Regions from separate parts of the Mus musculus genome. Here all the other regions are linked to region 4. The links are chromatin contacts, called in public Hi-C and promoter capture Hi-C maps. All regions are on one chromosome and are shown on one strand. The core of a region is the stretch at or near the end of the contact, and the rest is flanking DNA. Distances in the headings are between cores, read along the strand shown. Region 1 holds the start of Dctn3 (dynactin 3). Region 2 holds the start of Kif24 (kinesin family member 24). Region 3 holds the start of Txn1 (thioredoxin 1). Region 4 holds the start of Zfp189 (zinc finger protein 189).

Region 1 (4,798 bases), core at 1,253-3,752, 7.8 Mb after region 4:
GTGTGGGGGGCATTGCGATATGAGAGCAGCAAGATCTGACGAGGCTCAGGGGGGTTGGAATCCCTAAGTTAGTGATCCTGAGCCTTGAGGTCAAGAAAGCCTGTGGAGTTTCAAGTCGCTTCATCCCCAGCAGTTTTATTCCACAGCTATCCGCATAGGGATCCCATTTGGATGTAGTTTGCAACTTCTGTGACTTATTTAACAACAAAGAGCAAAGAAAGCGTGCACATTCTCTGACCTAAACCAGCCCGGACCTATATATGCTGGCCCCTTTTTCTCCACATCTTCATTCTCTAGGCCAGAGTCTTTGGATGGGAGGAGAGACAACCTGGCTTATCTGCCGGTACCGTCTCTATTGGTCCCAGGTCTAGGGAAGAATCAAATGCAAACACGGGTTGGTTGGACCAGAATGGCATGTTTTTTGTTTTGTTTTGTTTTGTTTTGTTTTGTTTTGTTTTGTTTTGTTTTTCACCAGAGGAGAGTGGAATCCCACCCCCTCGTCTGGCGCTACCTATGGGCTTGGCCTCGGAAGCTACAAGGGAGAAGCTGGCACCGGAAGAACCTCCGGAGAAGAGGGCTGTGCTAATGGGCCCCGTGGACTCACCTCGACTGGGGGCACCCCCCAGTTTCCTGCCCCGTGGCAAGGCTCCCCTAAGGGGTGAGGAAGGGCTTGTTAGAGAAGGGCTTTGGGCTAGTGAGTTGAGGGAAAGTAGACTCTTCACATGCTGAATGCTGGAGGTGGTACAGGCAGGTCCCTTGATAGACAGACGCATAATTATGGTATGGGGTTCAAGTGCAGGAATGAGGAAGGAGTCTAAGTGTGAAATCTGCTTCCCCCCAAATGTGACTTCCCTGCCTTCTTCTGGACAGAAGAGCGGTTGGATGGGCCCCTCAATCTGGCAGGCAGTGGCATCAGCAGTATCAACGTGGCACTAGAGATCAATGGGGTGGTCTACACTGGTATGGGAATTACAGGGTCTATATTGGCATGAAGTTGGCTTTTTCATTGGCATGGGGGATTTTAGATTTTCTCTATGAGCATGACGTTCAGGAGTATCTGAACTTGCTTGGGGGTTTAGAGGATTGTTACATTAAAATGGATTCAAGAGTTTGTCTACAAGGCATGGGGTCCCAGCATGGTCTATGCAGCATGGTTGCCATGGGATGTCTGCTTTGTCACAGATCTGTGAGTATTTATTGCGCACCTACTTCAAGCTACCCACAACGGCATAGGAGCTTCTCACTGGTCAGAGGGACTTGTCCGTGCTTTGTGGGAGTCCCACATTCTCTCGTTTATTTTTTAATTTTACATCTCTTATACCCTTTATCAGGTATCCTCTTTGCTCGACGCCAACCTGTGCCAGCTTCCTTGGGTCCAACCAATCCTCCACCTCTACCCTCTACAGGGCCCCCTTCCAGTACCTTGCCCTGAAAGCAGCTACTGAGAACCAAGAGTCCCAATATCATTGCTTAGGGGGGGAGAAGGCACCCTCCTACCTTGATTCTTTCAGGATGTGACGCCCACTCTGGGATCCAGTCCTGGTTGATGTCAGCATGCCACCTCCACACCAAAGGGATTTATATTACGTTCCATCTACCTCACCGTAAAAGGCAGACACTGTCTCCCTAGCTAATTTCAGCAGCATCTACCAAAGAGCTTTCCCCCGAGAACCCCTATCACTCCGTCATGTAACCCCTATGTCAGTGTCACCTTTGGTACCCCACCTCTTTGAGTCAATTCTGCTCCTTTTCAGGAAGCAGGTGAAGGATTGGATTTGAATGTGAAGATGTCCCTTGGGTTGCATCTGGAAAATAAAATTGTACTTCCCGTGTCTCCTGTGCCTCCTCTTCTTGCTTGGGTCTGGGAGGTGGGGGATCCACAGACTACATTGAGCTGTCCAAGTGGAAGCAGAAGAACAAAGCTCTGAGAGAATAGAAGAGCACTTTTTTTTGAAGGGAAGCAAGCTTTCTCTACATTGTTCCCTGACTGGTCTTGAACTCACTGTGTAGAGCAGGCTGGCCTCAAACTTACAGTCATCCTTCTGTCTCTCCTTTCTCTCCTAGCACCACCACACAGAGCGCGGTCACAAATCAGACTGTTTGGGTGTACGTCCTGACAACAAGAGGCTTACGTACAAATCACTTGATCTTTAAAAGATTCCAAAAATGTATGGTGTCTCTCCCAAGAAGCTGCCTACTGATCTATGGGTATAAACCTATCTTGGAATAATAGGTATATTTATACGCTAACTCTCAGGGAATGGGGGAGGGGAGGAAATCTCTTCGAATCTTGGATTTAGAGCACTAAAAGTCTTGACAACCAAGTCCTGGAAACCAGGGTAGAACTAGGACCCAGAACGTTACCTAGGTAACCAGATTGCTTTGACATCGGTTATTTCCGACATCCAAAGCCTAAACAGTGACGTCACTTCCTACAAGGCGTGACGGTGCTCTCGGATTGGCCAGTCTTCTTATTTAGGCGGACGTCCCACCCTCAGGCTGTTCCGGGTTGCTGCGGCCAGGCTGCAGAAACGATGGCGGCTCTGACCGATGTGCAGCGGCTACAGTCTCGAGTGGAGGAGCTGGAGCGCTGGGTGTACGGGCCGGGCGGGACCCGAGGCTCCAGGAAGGTGAGGGGTCCGGTCTATTGATCCGTTTGTGGGGCAGAGCGGGACAGGAGCGGTCCACTGGCCCTGCCCTAGGGTCGGATGCTACCACTTCTGTCAGGTCGTCCTCAGCCCAGGCTCTGAAATAAATAACAAAGATCTAGAACCTCCTGGTACCAATCGGACCCTTGAGGTCCGTTCCCGAGGGGATTGGGATGGGGGAGATGCTTAAGCCTTTTTAAGATGGGTTCGGTGACAACTTTCACAAAAACTCCGCGCGCTCACAGGCGTTCTAAGGAGACCAGACGCATTTAAAAATTGATTAATGGGAGTTTCAGTAAGAGCTGAAGCCCGCAGTGGAGTGTCATCCTAGAGCCATGCAAAATTAATTGCTAAATGAATTACGCGTAGACAGGAGTCCTAGAGGAGGCAGAGCACAGGTGCTACAGGCTCCAAAGGGTGAGCGGTGAGGTCTGAGCAGGCCCAGAAAAGGAAGATTAGTAATTGAGCCCTAAGTGTCCAGATGTGGGCGAACATCGTGTCTGAATTTTGACAAAAATTTAGAGGTGCCCTAAAATCCCTTTTTACGATGTTGAAACCATTTACTGGAGCGCTTCTGGTAGAATTAAGAATGTTCTGGAACAAAGGTAATGATGTGTCTCTGTATTTTTTTGTAAAATTGTCACCAGCACATTCTGTTCCAGTTTGAGAACCAACTTTTCGAAACACTCTCCCCCTTTGGCATCTATTTGTGTGCCTTCCCTTGTGTGTTAGTCCCTTAAATATTAGTATTCACCTTTTACACAAGCCTTGAGTGAAGTCGTTCATTTCCTCAGCCTCCGGCTCCAGCTGACTCTTGACTGTTAGAATCCTAAGTCCTAGGCAGGCTCGTTCACTGCCGTGATTTCAGTTACTCATTTCACGTCTTTATGTTTCCAGTGTGTAGCTCTGTTTCAGACTTTCCGAGAACCCGATTGATCTTTGTCTACTGGTCTCCTCCACTGGGCTATCCCGCAGACATCTTAAGCTCAAACCCTTAACTACTAACTGTATTCTGCCTCTAAACTGATTCTCTTCTGTATTCTCTACGATGGGGATTGCACTGTCTTTGGGATCCCAGAGTGTTCCGTCTCCTGTACTAGACTTGATGTGGAGGGTATGAGGCTAGAGCTAGGCCAGCCAGTTCGTTCCCCAGCCTTGAGCTAAGAAAGACCTGGGTGAGGGTATTTGCATATATCATGCCCAAATATAGGGGTTAGGAACCAGGAAATATATAGTATGTAAGGATGCCCCATTAAAGCCTAAATTAGTTTATTATCTCCCCAAGCAGACAAATACTCACACCCTATCCTGCAAAGGAGAGCATGATTCATTCCCTCTCACATTAAAGGCACCTAAAGTTGAAAGACCTTCAAAGACTTGAAAGTCTACAGAGAGATAAGGATCCTTCTTCCAGGTCTTCCTTCTTCCTCCTCTCCTCTCCTCTCCTCTCCTCTCCTCTCCTCTCCTCTTCCTTTTTCCCTTCCTTCCTTCCTTCCTTCCTTCCTTTCTCTCTTTTTTTTAATAAAGATTGATTTATTTATTTATTTTATGTATGTGAGTACTGTAGCTGTGCAGATGGTTGTGAGCCTTCATGTGGTTGTTGGGAATTGAATTTTAGGGCCTCTGCTTTCTCTGGTCAACTCCTCTCAGTCCCTGCTCCATCCTGCCCAAAGACTTAATTATTTATTATACATTAAGTGCACTGTAGCTGTTTTCTGATACACCAGAAGAGGGCGTCAGATCTCATTACAGGTGGTTGTGAGCTACCATGTGGTTGCTGGGATTTGAACTCATGACCTTCAGAAGAGCAGTCAGTGCTCTTACCCACTTAACCATTTCGCCAGCCCCTCTTCTCTCTCTCTCTCTCTCTCTCTCTCTCTCTCACTGTCTGTCTCTCTCTCTGTGTCTCTCTCTGTATGTCTCTCTCCCTCCCTCCCTCCCTCCCTCTACCCCACCCCCACAGACTTTATTAAATAGCCTTGGCTGTCCTGGAACTTGTCATATAAACCAGGGTGACCTCAAAATCCCACAGAGATCTGCCTTCATCTGCCTCTGGAGTACTGGGATTAAAGGCATGGACCATCACATCCAAGTTCTTCTGAGTTAAGCCAAGTGGTATACCTTGGAATTAACCTCTGCTTCCTTTCAGG
Region 2 (4,933 bases), core at 1,036-3,535, 8.1 Mb after region 4:
TTTCTTAGTGATTGATGTGGATGGCCCACTGTGGGTGGGGCCATCCCTGCACTCAGGGTCCTGGGCTCTATAAGAAAGCAGGCAGAGCAGCCACAAGGAGCAAGCCAGTAAGCAGCACGCCTTCACAGTCCCTGCATCAGCTCCTGTCTCCAGATTCCTTCTGACAACGAACAGTGATAAGGATGAGTAAGCCAAACAAACCCTTTCTTCCTCAAGTTGCTCTGGGTCAGTTTCCTCACAGATGTTGTAACCCTGACTAAGACGAGCCACTTTCCCTGAATTTGGGTGCATTTACCTGTCTAATCACCCCCTTTCCTATCTGGTATTCCAAATATTTTCACCCTCTTTCAGTTCAAAACAGTACAAGATAGAAAAGTATACCTGACACTGCTGTGAAAGAAACTTAGCCACTCAGGTCAGGTTGTTACCTGAAAGACAGGTCCTCATTTGTAAAGTGACTCTAACGTGTATTTCTCATTGTTGAGAGTTTAAAGTATGTGTAGACAGACATGAATACATGCCAGTCACTCTTATCTTGTATTATAATAGGCCACCTGAATGCTTCTCTGTATTATACTGGCAGTCAACTCTTTCTAATAGTTGAATCAAGAATTTCCCCACCTCTGTGTCATAGTCCTGTCTCTCCTGGAACTCAGAGATCCTCCAGCCTCTGTTAGGAATAAAGACATGCACTATCATTTTTATATTTTTCAGGAAACAGCTGATAAACAGTGTTCACACTAAGTATTAGTAATTTTTAAAGATCAACAAGATTAATTCCCTTTAATATATTGTCAATTTTCTCTTTTGAATACTGTATTTCCTTATTAGTAAGAATTACATTTATTCTTTAACTGATTAGTGATTTACTTTTGTTTATGTCTTGTGTGTCTGCCAGTTGTGTGTGGTATGTGGGTGCCTGAAGAGTCCAGAAGAGGGCCATGGATGCCCTGGAGCAGGAGTTGGGAGGCTACTGTGAGCCACTTGGCATGGATGCTGGGAAATGAACTCAAATTTCTCTGGAAGAGAGGTTAAGGGCTCTTAACCACTGAACCATCTCTCCAGGCCCCCGAATCGCTCATTTTTGAGCTAAAAACGAGCACTCCATTAAAGTACATATGAAGCTGCACACATGCTGGCTACTGGATTTGTTCCTACTATGCTGGTGGTTCCTTTTTGACCTGAGAGGCTAGGCCTGGCCAAGCATTTTTTCCCAATAGTCTTTGCAACCCGTTGAAGCATTACTATTATTTTTCACAAAAGGAAAAAAAAAATAAAACTATGGTTCAGAAATATTTTTGAGTAGTTAATCAAATGCAGACACGTCCAATTTCTAACATCATTAAGCTTAATTGCCACTGGACATTAGAACATTTCTGCATTGGCAACTTGACTCTTCTCGATTTAAGCTGTTTCGCCTTTTTTTCTTAAGACGGGAATCTTGTGACTTTCTATCTCTGGGGGCTAAAGAGCACCTGTCACTCTTCCAAAAGATTGGGGTTCGGTTCCCCGGAACCTATACCAGGTGGCCCACACAACGTTTAACTCCAGCTCCTGGGATCCGACGCCTTCTGGATTCTGAGAGCATCTGCACGCACGTGGCGCGCATAGACAGACACAGACACACACACACACACACACAAGTAATAATTTTTACCAAACGTAAGATCTTTTGGAATGCAGGCAGGGTTTAATCGATAACTACAAAGCAAGCCTAGGGAGAAGATATGATTGGCCCGCTAAGTCCCAAAGGTGAATCTCTCTGCCTCTGGGATTCTTCCGACCCACGCCCTCACCACTGAACCTAGTCCTCTCTGGTGCACAGAGATAAACCGAGGTCCCGCGAGTGGATGGGGCCTGGCCTACACGCGCCTCACTGCCAGCTCCGTCCCCGCAGCAACAGGTCAGGAGCCCGCGACACTCCCCACGCCCCCCAGCCCCACAGCACTCACCCGTAGCCCAGAGGCAGGAGGCGGTCCTCGAACGGAGACGTAGCGCGCCAGCCAATCAGAAGAGCCCGGCTGCACTTCAGACGAGCCACAGAATTGGGCATCAGGCGCTTCCACCCGCCCCTGAGGCGTGGTTTTTTGGCTGGGACCGTCGCGAGATCTGCCTCAAGCTGAACCATTGGTGGAGAATGAACCGCCCCCTTCCCCTTCTGATTTCTGATTGGCCTTTTAGAGGAGAGGTGACAGGCTCTGTGAATGACCATTGGTCGGTGCTGCGGGACCGCGGGCGGGCGGGCGTCGGCGCGCGCGTTCGAACTGGCGCTTGTGGCGTTGCCATGGGGATGTGGCCTGGCGGACACCTAAGGCGGGTTGACCGGACGCTCTGCTAGCCCGGCCTTAGGGCTTTCTCCTCACCGCACTATTTCTTCGGTCCTCCCTGAAAACTGACTGAGGAGGAGCCGGGATTGCCCTGAGGTGAGAAACGGTGGCTTTAGCTTGAGCCCAGGCTCTGCGCCTGCGCGGGAGCGGGTGCTCCTGTCTGCGAGCGGCGCGAGCCGAGACCGGTATTTGCGGGGTAACTAGAACTTGGCTTCTCGGGTTCTTCGAGGGTTCTCGCGCTCTCTCACGTTTCATCTCCCTGTCTACCGCCTCTTCAGCAATTACCTCGACCACCACCAGCTTTGAGGCTTTTCTGAGTACCCCAAAGGCCTCTTGCCTTTGAGACACGCTCTTCAGAGCGCTTCGATTGGACTTTCGGTTGTTTTGTGAACTTCCGCAAACCTCATTCTCCTTTTTTCTCATATAATTTTGACCTCTGAGATAAGACAAGCCTTTCCACAGCGTCTTACGCATATTAGTTTTTTGTTTGTTTGTTTTGTTTTTTTAAGGAAATATTTGTTCAGTTGGCTTTCACTCACTACAAATAGATTCAGTTATCTTTCTGCCTTGTCCCATTCAAAGTCGATTTGGGGGCAGGTGGAAGAGAGAGGACACCCTAATCTCATATACAAGAGACAGAAAATTCAGCGTTGGCGTTCCCACGTTGGGGGCAGGAAGACCTGCTCAGTGTGGGTGGCAACATTCCCAAGGCAGGGAATTCTGAGCAGTAATAGAGTGGAGAAAGCAAGCTGACCGCTAGCATACATACATTACTTCATTATTTACTGCTTTTCTTTTTTTAAGTTTTTGTTTGTGTGGCTTTTGTTTGTTGGTTGGTTTTGAGACAAAGTTCTCAATCAGAGAGACGTGCTCTCTCCACATTGTAGTCTGGCCTACAAGTACCTCTTCTCAAACCCCTAAATGTATTTGCTTATAACAGGCCATTCTGTCCTTATATGCCCGAGGATTTCCTCTTGTTGTTTACTGACCACCAACTATCGTAACATTTTATCTGTGCTTTGGAAACTGAAATCAATTATTTGACTTTGAGTTTTTTTCACTTAACAGTGTGTGTGTATGTGTGTGTGTATATGTATATGTGTGTGTGTGTATGTATGTGTGTGTGTGAGCACTCAAGTGAAGGTCAGAGGACAACTTTGAGGAACTGGTTCTCATTTTCCATGTTTTTTAAGCAGCTTGTTTCTGCTGCTGCAGTGCATACTCCAGGATATTTCTATCTTACACACACACACACACACTTACTTCTCCCTAGGAGTGCTAGGGTTACACATGTGCAGTACCACATGTGACCTTTTATGTGGGTTCTAGGCATTGAATTTGAACCATTAGGCTTATTATAGGTTATGTGCATTTACCTACCAAGCCATTTCCTTGACCTTTATTTCAGGTGGTTGGTTGGTTGGTTGGTTGGTTTGTTTGTTTAATTTTATTTGTGTACTGGCTAGTTTTGTGTGTCAACTTGACACAGGCGCGAGTTATCACTGAGAAAGGAGCTTCAGTTGAGGAAATGCCTCCATGAGATCCAGCTGTACGGCATTTCCTGAATTGGTTATCAAGGGGGGAGGGCCCCTTGTGGGTGGTGCCATCTCTGGGCTGGCAGTCTTGGTTCTATAAGAGAGCAAGCTGAGCAAGCCAGGGGAAGCAAGCCAGTAAAGAACATCCCTCCATGGCCTCTGCATCAGCTCCTGCTTCCTGACCTGCTTGAGTTCTGGTCCTGACTTCCCTTGGTGATGTACAGCAGTGTGGAAAGTGTAAGCAAGCTGAATAAACCCTTCCCTCCCCAACTTGCTTCTTGGTCATGATGTTTTGTGCAGGAATAGAAACCCTGACTAAGACAATGTGTATGAATGTTTTGCCTGTATGTTTGTGTACCTTGTATGTGTGCAGTATGAAGGAAACCAAAAGAGGGTGTTGGATTCTCTACAGCTGTAGTTATAGACAGTTGTGAGACTCCATGTGGGTGCTGGGAGTAGAACCCTGGTCCTTTGAAAGAACAGCTAACGCTCTTAAGTGCTAAGCCATCTCTCCAGCTCCCATTTTTTTAAAAACTTTTTTTGGGGCTAGCATTTTAGACTGTAGTCCAGACTGTCCTGGAACATGCAATATCCTGTTTCAGCTTCTTGAGTGCTGCAATTATAAATATAAACCAACATACTCACTTTGAAAAAAATGTCTAAGCCTTTTATTACTTGTTTTGCTTGCTGTGTGTCTGTATGAACAGAGGGTGGCTTTTGGGGAGTAGGCCTTTCCTCCAGGCTTACTCAGGCTTGGCAGAAAGGGCCTTCATGGGTCAAGCCCTCTTGCCTGCCTTTAAAACATTTCTTTTCTTTGCATTTATATTCTACAGAGAGAATTCTGTGATCACTCTCTTCAGAAAATATTAACAATGCAGCCTCTGTCCATTCATCAGGTATCCAGAATCCTGTTGCATTTCCAAGACTATTTCATTATTGACTTACGGCCTATATAGTCACAGTGTTATTGCTGATTATTCTTTCTTATATGAAATTCATAGTTCAGAGACCTGCTCACTGTGGATGACACCATTTCCTAGACAGGCAATTCTGGACAGTATAAGAGTGGAG
Region 3 (4,903 bases), core at 800-3,299, 8.4 Mb before region 4:
TCAGGAGAAAAAAACAAACAAACAAACATCCCTTTTCCTCTGAGACTCATGTTACAGCATCTGTGGTTTTTAGTTTGGTTTTGTTTTCTTTTTTGCCAACTTCCTGATTACTCAAGACTAACACCTGTTTTATAGTCGCCCCATCCACCCCAGCTCTCTGCCCTCGTCTCAGACAGATGCCGTTCAGTATAACAGCCTGTCGCTGTTCACGTGGTCGGTTCACAGGGTGCTAAGCAGTGGACACATTTCTCAGCTCGTTACACATACAGTATTGTAACTCAAACCTTCAGCATACGGTGGTATTATTTTCATTTCGCAAGGGAACCTGGGGCACAGAAAAGCTAAATAAACTGCCCTAGAGAGACAGAGCTACTTAAGTGGGGATGCAGACAGGAGAGCTGGCAGAGCTGTGAAGAATCTTAACACTCACTCTAACCTCCCAGTTCTTCATTCTCTTATTGTCGATATCCCCCACATTTACCCATGTGTATTGGTACTGTACAGGTGCCAGGGAGTCATGCCTTCCTAGCAGAATCAGTGGACATCTGAGGGTCTGTGGAGAGGTGCCAGCTAAGGGAGGAACCCTTCCAAGTTCTACAGGTCAGTGTTTGACTACCAAAAAGCCAGAAACCTGGAATGTAGCTGGACTGAAAAGACCCGACAGCTGCAAAGAGAATTAATAGATTCTGCTCATCTGCCTGGGGTTCCTCTCTGCCTCAGCTGTCCTAAAGGGAAGGCTACTGCCTTTGGGGCAGCATCCACCCGCAGTCTAGGGCTATGTTCAGAACACTCCCTCTTGTCTACATCCTCACTCATTACTTGAATTCCTCAGCCCTTCAAAAACATCGCACAACTGGTTCTGGTATTTTAAATGTTTTGAACAAGGGAAGCCAGTGGGTAGGGGTAGGGTGGCTGAGACACAGTTTCATTAGCCTCCCGTGCTTCACCTCGATGTAGATTTATCTAGATCGGCTCTCCAAATGCAGGCTTGGTGAGTTCCTCCCAGGATGCTGGCTCTGTCCAGTCTCCACCTCAGCTGCTTCACCAGAACATACAGCGGCACTCTTGGGGCTGCACAAAGCCACCTTAAGAATCTTAGCTTCTTCCACCATGCCCTGTCCTCCTGAACATCACCTCAGTTATCATTGAAGAAGACTCTTCCTGGCGTCCTCTCCCAAGGCGGAAAAATCTCCTCAAAGCCTATACTGTCATTGTAAATACAAGGCAGCCAAACTCAGCAAGGCCCCACAAGGCACCACGCAAGCTTAATTAGCGCTCGCGATGACTATAATTAGAATAATTCATTGAGTGCTTCCTTATGGGCCAAACGCTGTCCTCAGTCAGTTTTCAAGCCCTTAAATCCTTCAAGACAATGCTGGGAGCTAGACTATCCGATCTCTATCATGCCTACATGTGCATGGGGCACAGAACAGGGCTCTAAACGGCTCTGTGCCTCTCCCAGTAGCAGGTTCACCTGTTAAAGTTAAGGAATAGGAGAGAGAGAGGAGAAAGAAGCGGCAAAGAACTACCCAGAAAGTTGGCGAGGACGCGCACTGAGACACTTCCTGGTCATCGTTACTCAGCACTTTGAGTCGAACTGCAGCATGGCCGCCCTAGTCTAAGGATACACCTCTGCCTGGGCAGTCCTAGGGACTGTCCCCAGCCCCAATCTGGAAGTATCTGACTTAGGTCTAGTTTGGGGCATGGGCAGTGTGATTACAGAAGGACTCTACGGTGTGAGAGAGGACCGTGATCTACCCCGGCGCTGTTCGCTGTTAAAGTGCCCTTGAGGCAGCTGGAAGTTGGCTCTTAGGGGTAGCTGCCGCGCGGCGTCTGGAGCCTGGAAAAACCCGAAGCTGCTCCAGGAGCCTGTGCTAGCTCCGCCCCTTATAAACTAAGGTTCTTGTTCGGCAGCTTAGAGTGGGGCGGGGAAGCCAGGAGTGAGGCCAGCGCTAGGACAGTCCCCAGGCTGCACTAGTAGCCGACTCTGGCTCCGCCCCCTGGAAAACCGCCCCACCTCTTGGGGGCGTGGTCTAGGCGCGGCCTGCCCAGGCGCCTTGGCGGACGCGGGAGGCGGGAAGCGCGTCCCCGCCGCGCGTGCCCGTCCGCCCCGCCCTGCTGCGCTCCGCCCTATTTCTATAAAGAGAAGGCGGGCGCCGCACTCGGTTGCAAGCTCCGTTGGGCGCCTTGGATCCATTTCCATCTGGTTCTGCTGAGACGCGTGTGGCTCCCTCCCCGCAACAGCCAAAATGGTGAAGCTGATCGAGAGCAAGGTACGCATGCCCGGGCGCCGCGCACATCCCGCGGTGCTGAAGAGGACACTCTCGGTGTCCCCGCGGGCTTAGCGGCCCAGGGCCTGTGTGCGCCCTCGGCGGTGGAGCATGCCCTGGGGGAGGGGACGAGGGGACCCTGGAACGCCGGGTACGGGAGATGCACTCGTGGGCAGCACCTGAGTCCCCGGAGCTGCACTCCCTACCGCCAGCCCAAATCTGGCGGAGGTGAAGAGATGGACCGGGGTCCTCCTGTGACACTCCCCCCTTCCCGTGCCCCAACTGAATCAGGATTTAGGATCTCTAGGAAAAGATGGAGAGCCGCCACTTCTCGAGTACGCGGTGCCACACGCCGCGCGGGTGTGTTGTACTGCTGGGCTCGGCCTTAGTTTCCCTCCATCAGTGACCTGCCGCCTAGAGGACACAGGCCAGGTCGGTGCATGAGGGTGGGTCTCGGGTCCCAGTTAAGTACCCTCGGATCGGTACCCCAGGTGACTACTAAGGAGAAAGGTCCAGGCCGCGCCCGAGAGACTCCTCCTCCTGCGTCGCAGGGCGTGTTTCCGGCAGCTCTGGCTTTGGAATGACTCAGTCCCCAAAGTCTGGCCCCGGGGCCTCGCAACCTTAAGGTTTCAGTGATTGACCCTCCATAAGTGGGCTTTGCTGGAACCAGGGCTCTCCCCCAGGGAGTAGTCAAGTACAAAGTCCTGCCCTTTGGGAAAAGAAAAATAATACCCAAGGGAAAAACTGTTACCATATTCGAAAGTTACTGAGAACCAAAATATCCTCCAGATTGGGAAACCCAGAGCCTGTTACACTGTAACTATTCGGGGAATATTTATAAAATGAAAAGTGAAAGGAGGTTGGGGGTGGAAATTGATGTGTGAAAGACTGGCTCACCCTTAAACTAGGAAATCCGTGGAAGACAGGTCCGCGCCCTCCAGTTTTGAGCACCTGGTTGGGTCTCAGTACAAAAGTTGGCTCACCCACTACCAGCCATATTAGTCCCAGCACCCAGTTGGATCCTTATCTGTTTAAACTGACCTACTTATGGAACCTTTGCCATTCCAATAGGAGCGGTGTACATTGGTGCCAGGAAACCAGTTACTCGGAAAAAGCTTGGGCCCCAAAAGCCTGCTACCAAGGCTCTGATCGGAGTCGCCCAGAATCAGAAGTTAAACTGAATACACATAAATTTCATGTGATGGGCTTAAGTTGATTAATTAAACTATGTAAAATGTAGCCTTATTTCTGACGACTGTGTGGGTAGTTAAAGGCCCCTGGGGTCAATCTCCACACAGGAGTGGAATAATAGGCTATGATATAATGGCTCAGAAATCAACAGTTGATTTGCCGTGTTTATCTTTAAGAATAAAATTATTCCTTGAACTACACACACACTTTGCTCAGTGCTTCACAGACCACGTGTTAGACCAAGGCGTTGGCTCATGCCTCTAATCCCCAGCGCTCAGGAGGCTGGGCTGTCTCAAAAAAAAAGCAAAGAACACTTTGTTATTTGCTGAATATGGTTTTGTTGTTGGGGCTTTCTGTTTCGGTTTATATTCACATATAGGGGTGGGGCATCCATTGGCAGTGGTCAGAGGACAACTTGAGAGAGTTGGCTCACTTCTACCTTGTGGGTCGTGGGTATTGAACTCAGTTCGTTGGTCTTGGTGGCAGGCACTTTAATGTGCTGAGCCATCTTGCCAGCCCCTGAATTGGGTATGTTTGAGAAAAGAGATGATAGCATCTGCTCCGGTCTACTCCGGGTGTGTTGTTTTGTCTCCAGGTTATTGGTGTCAGTACTGGCGACACTTGCCAATTGTGGTTATTGGTTTCTAGAGCTAAAAATTGTGATGTGCTTCTTAGTAGATAATTTTGAATACTCTTCAAGCCAATACAGATCGGCAGAAGAAAACTTGTTTTGCAAGTTTGCACATCCCTGCCTCTGTAATTGGTGTTCACTGAAGCCCGAAATTAGGATTGTGAGCCGCATTTTCAGTATTTTGAGTAGTGTTGCTTGGTTTTGCCTCATAGCTTTTGGGGGTAAACCTTGAGAGTGTTTGAGATGCAGTTTGCCCTGTTTTGTCATGTAATCTCATCAACTGGGACTCAGGTCCCAGCTAAGGACCCTCGGATTTGGATCGGTACCCCAGGTGACTGCTAAGGAGCAAGGTCCAGGCCGCTCCCTAGAGACTCCTCCTCCTGCGTCGCAGGGCGTGTTTCTGGCAGCTCTGGCTCTGGAATGACTCTTTTCTTATTGAGGATCAATCGTGGTCCAGATGTGGGTGTCATCAGAGCAGCCTGCCATACCACCTTGACCTGTGTCTTACAATAAAGAATAGGTGCTGTGGCCTCTGATAATTACATAAGGGGAGATTTTGTAAGAGAATTATCTGCAACAACCAGTGGTGGTTGGGAACAGTGGTTTCCATTGCTCTGCCCGCTCTTCACACCCAGACATGGATTTGATGGGCAAGTCTGACTAGACGTCTCTGGAAGCTGTCGTAGCCATTCTGTAGTGTTCTCAGAAATGACATGTGATTGTTTTCCTTGAAAGAAAAAAAAATGTGAGATAGAAATTAAAAACCTAAAAACTGTATCCAGGGCCAAAGAGACGGCTTAGCAGATAAGAG
Region 4 (4,530 bases), core at 1,498-3,997:
CAAAAGAAATGTAGTAAGTCACAGAAAACAGCATGAGGGAGCCATTGGTCCAGTTAAGTTTCTTTCTTTCCCCCAAGTTGGGAAGACCATGATATAAATCTATATTAGAACAAGGGTTACTAAGGTAAAGAGCTGGGGCTGTACTTCACTGGTAGAGAAGATGTTTAGCATCAACAAGGCCCTAGGCTCGCTTGATCCTCCAGCCCAGCCTGGTCTATAGAGTGAGTTCCATGCCAACCGGGGCCTCACAGTGAGAACCCGTCTCAAAGAAGTCAAACCAAACCAAACTAAAACAAAAAGAAAACAAAAAACCCTCCTCACTAGATACTTGTAGGACACTGATCCTGCGATGCTTGGGAATCAGGTAGAAGGGGACAGAAGGGACAGATCTTATAAAAGATACATGATTTGAAATTTGCAGAGTAAGTATAGCAATAGTATCAAAGTGGCCAGACAACATGCTGGCAATTAGAAGAGATCTTCACAAGTCGGGAGAACTGAAACCATGGGGGAGACATGAACACATCACGGGACGGAAAATGCATTATGAATGAATTGCTTCAAGTGGAAAGGTGAAGGAAAGACGGAAATGTAAGCTGCAGTTAGGCTCCACCAGGGCAAGAAGCAAGCCTTTCTGGCTCTTTGTTTAGTTGTCAACAGTGGTCAGAGACCAGGATACTGTGTTTTCAGACTTGCTTGTCATAACAAAATTAAGGCCAGAGTCAATGGTATGGAAAGCAGGGTTCCTGAAGTTTACAGGATCAAGACCCACTGCAGCTCACTCAATGACTGGGTTAAGCAGGGTGGTGGTGGTGGGGGGGTGGTAGTGGGAGGTGGTGGGGGTGGGAGGTAGTGGGAGTGGGAGGGTCGTGACAGATGATGATAAACAGGAGCACTGGGGGAAACAGGACTGCTGACCCCACATGAGGACATGCTCCTGGAAGGTGGAAAAATAAATGCTTTGGGACAAGCACTGGGAGAGCTGGGAGAACACTTAACTTCTGCCTCCCAGTCCTGAGACAAAGCAAGAGGAAGGAGGACCCGGGAGAATGAGCAGCCCCCACTTGAAGGTCTGCCAGAGAAGTGGTGTGCTCGGCTCTGTGCCAGCTTTCAGTGTAGGCCGGAGCGGTAAGGAACACTGTGTGATGAGCAGCCCAGGCTCCAGAAGGCAGAGTGAAAAGAGGGTGGGAGGAGAGCCGTGGGAAGATGAACCGGGAAGGAAAGTACAGAGCCAACAGAGCCGTCTGGGAATGAGATTCTGAAGCTGCCAAAGCCAGCCTTTGCTAACAAGGAAGCGAGGGAGACCAGAGTTGTAGAAAGATCCGAATCAGAAGGTTGGGACAAAATAGTGCTGGTGTCAGTTACACTGCTTGACGCATTCTGGGTTTAAGTGTTAGTACCTTATTAGATATTTTAGTTAGAAAAAGCGTGCATTCTTACCCAGCGAGACCAGCTTTCCGTAGCTGTCCATCATGACATCTTTATACAGGCTTCTCGGAGCTGGATCCAGATAACCCCACTCCTCCTGAGTAAGAAACATAGCCATAGCCTCAAATGTCAGCCACTGCTGGAATTGTTTTCTCTCTGTAGTCAGTTCCAGTGGTCTCTCCACTGAAAGTGGGAGAAGTTATTGTCACTTTACCATGCTCCCATTCACTAGGAGGAACACGGTAAGTAAGAGTTCCAAAAGGTGCTCAATTCATGGCACCTCACACTGAAAAGGATCTGGACTGGTCTAGATCCACGCCTTCCAAACTGAAGGTCTTCTCTGCTTTCGTTATTACACACTAATACCACGACTGTTTTTAGTTAACAGCCTTAAGACCACCCCAACGTTCCCTGGCCTCACTGTTCGCCCCAAGCTTCTACCCACACCAGCTTGGGACCCAATTCGACGCAGTTCCATTAGGTTTTCTAAACACTCACCTTGAGTTCAGACATTGTGCTAGCTGCAGAGGACAGACGAGATTTAAAAAAAAAAAAGAAGAAAAGAAAGAAAAAAGTGCCTCACCTGAGAAACTCATAAATGAGATCTAACTTGGAGCAGTCTTAATTTTCCCCAGCCGATTTATCAAGTTACTCTTGAAAAAAAGAAAAAAAGAAAGAAAGGAAAAAAGAAAAAGGGGCCTTGGGGAGTTTGTAAGTGAACTAAAAGCACCTTGCAGCAAGGGGTATGTCCCGCAGCAAGGGGTACACAGGAGTTGACTGGGGTCCTTTCTTAAGAGTTGTAGAAATGGCCAGGAGGGGGACAGGGGAAGAGGTGATGGCGCGGCCTTGCTGTCTTGGGAGTGGCGAAATAACGGAGATCTCTTGAAAGGGCAACTCACCTTTGGCTCCAGCGGTGGGCTTGGGGACGCCATCGCCTCGTTCAGGAATAGCAGCCACACGACATTGGGGCTCTGATGAGGCCTAGATGGCTGTTGGAAATAAGGCTCGGCGAGAAGGGGCTCACCGGATGGGTCTGGTGTGGTCCTGCCTCTGTCTCGGAGCGGTCAAGTTCCTAGGGGCATATCAGACGTTCTGTCTGGCTGTCCTCCAACCCCAAACCCAGTCCTCTGTCCCGCTGCCTAGCCTTAGGGTCTCCCTGTAATATCTCCTCCTTGTTGCCAATTCCTCCGCCTCAAAGTCAAGCTGCACTACTACCGACCACCCCCGGACCAGAAGGCGTTACCCGGAGCCTTCGCGGAACCGCTCCAACTACAACTCCCAACATGCCCAGGGAGCGAGCCACCGCCTTCTTCCGTAAATGGCAAGCGAACTACATTTCCCGGAATGCATAGGTCTGGGCAACGTCAGGGGCCGCTGAAGTAAGCTCTCATCTGATTGGCTGAGTCGGGCACGTCTGGCGCTCTTGGGTTGCTTGTCGAGAATGGCGGCGCTGATCGTGTCTCGGTTAGCAAGAAGAGGCTGGCTGTGGAAGCTTCCCTTGGCAACACGTAGAGAATTTTGGTCTCGATCCAGGTAAATCTGAGTGTTTCTCAATGGTCTAAGTTCCACGTAAGTAATCAGAAGCGGAGGGGACGAGTTCAGAGGGTTAAGATGGGACCCTGGTCCTGAGCCTTCAGGAGTTAGCGTGGAGTAGGGATCCGAGCTAAAAGCTTACGTTTCTGCGATTGGCAGGACCGCTTCTAACGGCAACACGGTGCGCTTTCCCAGATTTCACTGATGCATACAACAAATAGTTTCTAAATGCCTTCCGTGTCTCTAAGTGTGTACCCAGCAGTACTCTCTTTCCCACGCTTTAGTTCCACACGGGAGGGAACTGAGGCCCACTGAAGAGAAGCACGCACATGGTGGATCCAGAAGCCCCGTGACTTAACTGCTTATCCACAGTTTTCCTCACTGCATCCTGTGGGATCTATGTATATTACTTAGATAATATTTAGGGCCTGAAAATTTAACCGCTGGGACCTCAGAGAACAACGAACGTATTAAGTTAGAAGTTTGAATCCTCACCCCATGTATTAACTCTAACCTTTCCCTGGTTAGTGTCAGATGTCCCAAGTTCATTTCTTTTTTTTTTCACTCAACAGATATTTTAGTGTTTACTATATGATAAATATTAAAGATAAAGTGGTTAATTAGACCAAATCTTTGTCCTCATAGGAGAAGGGGGGCAGTTGGTGATAAACTGTTCATTTTTCAGGTAACCGTTCTTTAAGGTGTAAATGGATGTAGTGATGTATATTCACATAGAGGAGAGATTTCAGCAGTCAGGCCAATCCCACCTTTTTACATCCCTTTTTGCGTTCTGTTTGTTTGTTTTGTTTATTGTCAATCATCATAGCTCTGTGTTAGAATTTTAAATCTTGAAGCATAATTTCTTCCATGTTTTTCTTGCTCATGATTGCTGCAGCTATTCGTAATTTAAGATTGCTCTTTATGTCTTTGGGAAAAGCCATTCGATTTTTTTGAGTTAAGTATTTAAGTAGTGCAGACATGGAACAGTCATTGAACATGGACTGTCTCTTCATTTATATGTGTGTTTTCTGTTTCTTTCATGGATGGTTTAGAGTTTTAGAGTATAGATCTTTAACCTGCTTGGTTATTTTTTCCTAAATATTTTTTTCCTGCTGTTATAAACAAACCAGATTTCTTGATCATTTGGGGGGGGGTGATTTATTATTTCTCTAGAGAAACCACTGATTTTATTGAGGATTTATTTTATTTATGTCCATATGTGTATGTATAAATATATGTGTGCTGATACTCTCGGAGGACAGAAGAGGGCGTCAGATCCCCTGAGTTTGGTGTTACAAGAGATTGTGAGCTAGCAGCCTGAGGTGGGTGCTGAGGACTGCACTCTGGAAGAGCAGCGAGTTCTCTTAACTTCTGAGCTCAAAGCTCTCCAGCCCTCGACTTCTGACTCTTTATTAAATGTCTCTGATTGCTATTGACTGGCGGAGGCTTTGTATTCTTTCTTGGTTTAGGGTTATATGTACCTGGGATCTTTAACTGCTTCTTTTAGGTTCTGCAGCCTGTAAAGCTCCTTCTTGTAACTTTTTATTTGTGAAACATCTCTTGTATCGC

The links. Promoter capture Hi-C pulls out the DNA fragments that hold promoters and counts their contacts. A called contact is a pair of places that touch in the nucleus more often than the background predicts.
Region 1: a contact with region 4 is called in a promoter capture Hi-C map of pre-B cells. The contact joins the promoter of Dctn3 here to the promoter of Zfp189 in region 4. A contact is called at or near these places in 1 of 39 promoter capture datasets (pre-B cells) and 1 of 484 Hi-C or Micro-C datasets (CD4 T cells).
Region 2: a contact with region 4 is called in a promoter capture Hi-C map of pre-B cells. The contact joins the promoter of Kif24 here to the promoter of Zfp189 in region 4. A contact is called at or near these places in 1 of 39 promoter capture datasets (pre-B cells) and 1 of 484 Hi-C or Micro-C datasets (CD4 T cells).
Region 3: a contact with region 4 is called in a Hi-C map of regulatory T cells, with 20 times the contacts expected there. The contact joins the promoter of Txn1 here to the promoter of Zfp189 in region 4. A contact is called at or near these places in 1 of 39 promoter capture datasets (pre-B cells) and 2 of 484 Hi-C or Micro-C datasets (regulatory T cells and rod photoreceptor).

Annotation. Positions count from the first base shown.
Region 1 is chr4:41,720,867-41,725,664 of GRCm38.p6, reverse strand. Dctn3 (dynactin 3) reads left to right here and starts at 2,502. Exons shown (of 7, transcript NM_016890.4): 1 at 2,502-2,630; 2 at 4,798. The coding sequence starts at 2,535. It overlaps Arid3c (AT rich interactive domain 3C (BRIGHT-like)), which reads left to right. Exons shown (of 8, transcript NM_001017362.2): 6 at 476-658; 7 at 871-960; 8 at 1,332-1,829. The coding sequence ends at 1,432.
Region 2 is chr4:41,462,200-41,467,132 of GRCm38.p6, reverse strand. It overlaps Kif24 (kinesin family member 24), which reads left to right and starts at 2,285. Exons shown (of 13, transcript NM_024241.2): 1 at 2,285-2,423. It overlaps Nudt2 (nudix (nucleoside diphosphate linked moiety X)-type motif 2), which reads right to left and starts at 1,985. Exons shown (of 3, transcript NM_025539.2): 1 at 1,953-1,985.
Region 3 is chr4:57,953,557-57,958,459 of GRCm38.p6, reverse strand. It overlaps Txn1 (thioredoxin 1), which reads left to right and starts at 2,049. Exons shown (of 5, transcript NM_011660.3): 1 at 2,049-2,273. The coding sequence starts at 2,250. Gm35344 (a long non-coding RNA gene) reads right to left here and starts at 2,017. Exons shown (of 3, transcript XR_881303.3): 1 at 948-2,017.
Region 4 is chr4:49,519,393-49,523,922 of GRCm38.p6, reverse strand. It overlaps Zfp189 (zinc finger protein 189), which reads right to left and starts at 2,747. Exons shown (of 3, transcript NM_145547.3): 1 at 2,328-2,747; 2 at 1,441-1,525. The coding sequence starts at 2,360. It overlaps Mrpl50 (mitochondrial ribosomal protein L50), which reads left to right and starts at 2,840. Exons shown (of 2, transcript NM_178603.4): 1 at 2,840-2,961. The coding sequence starts at 2,870.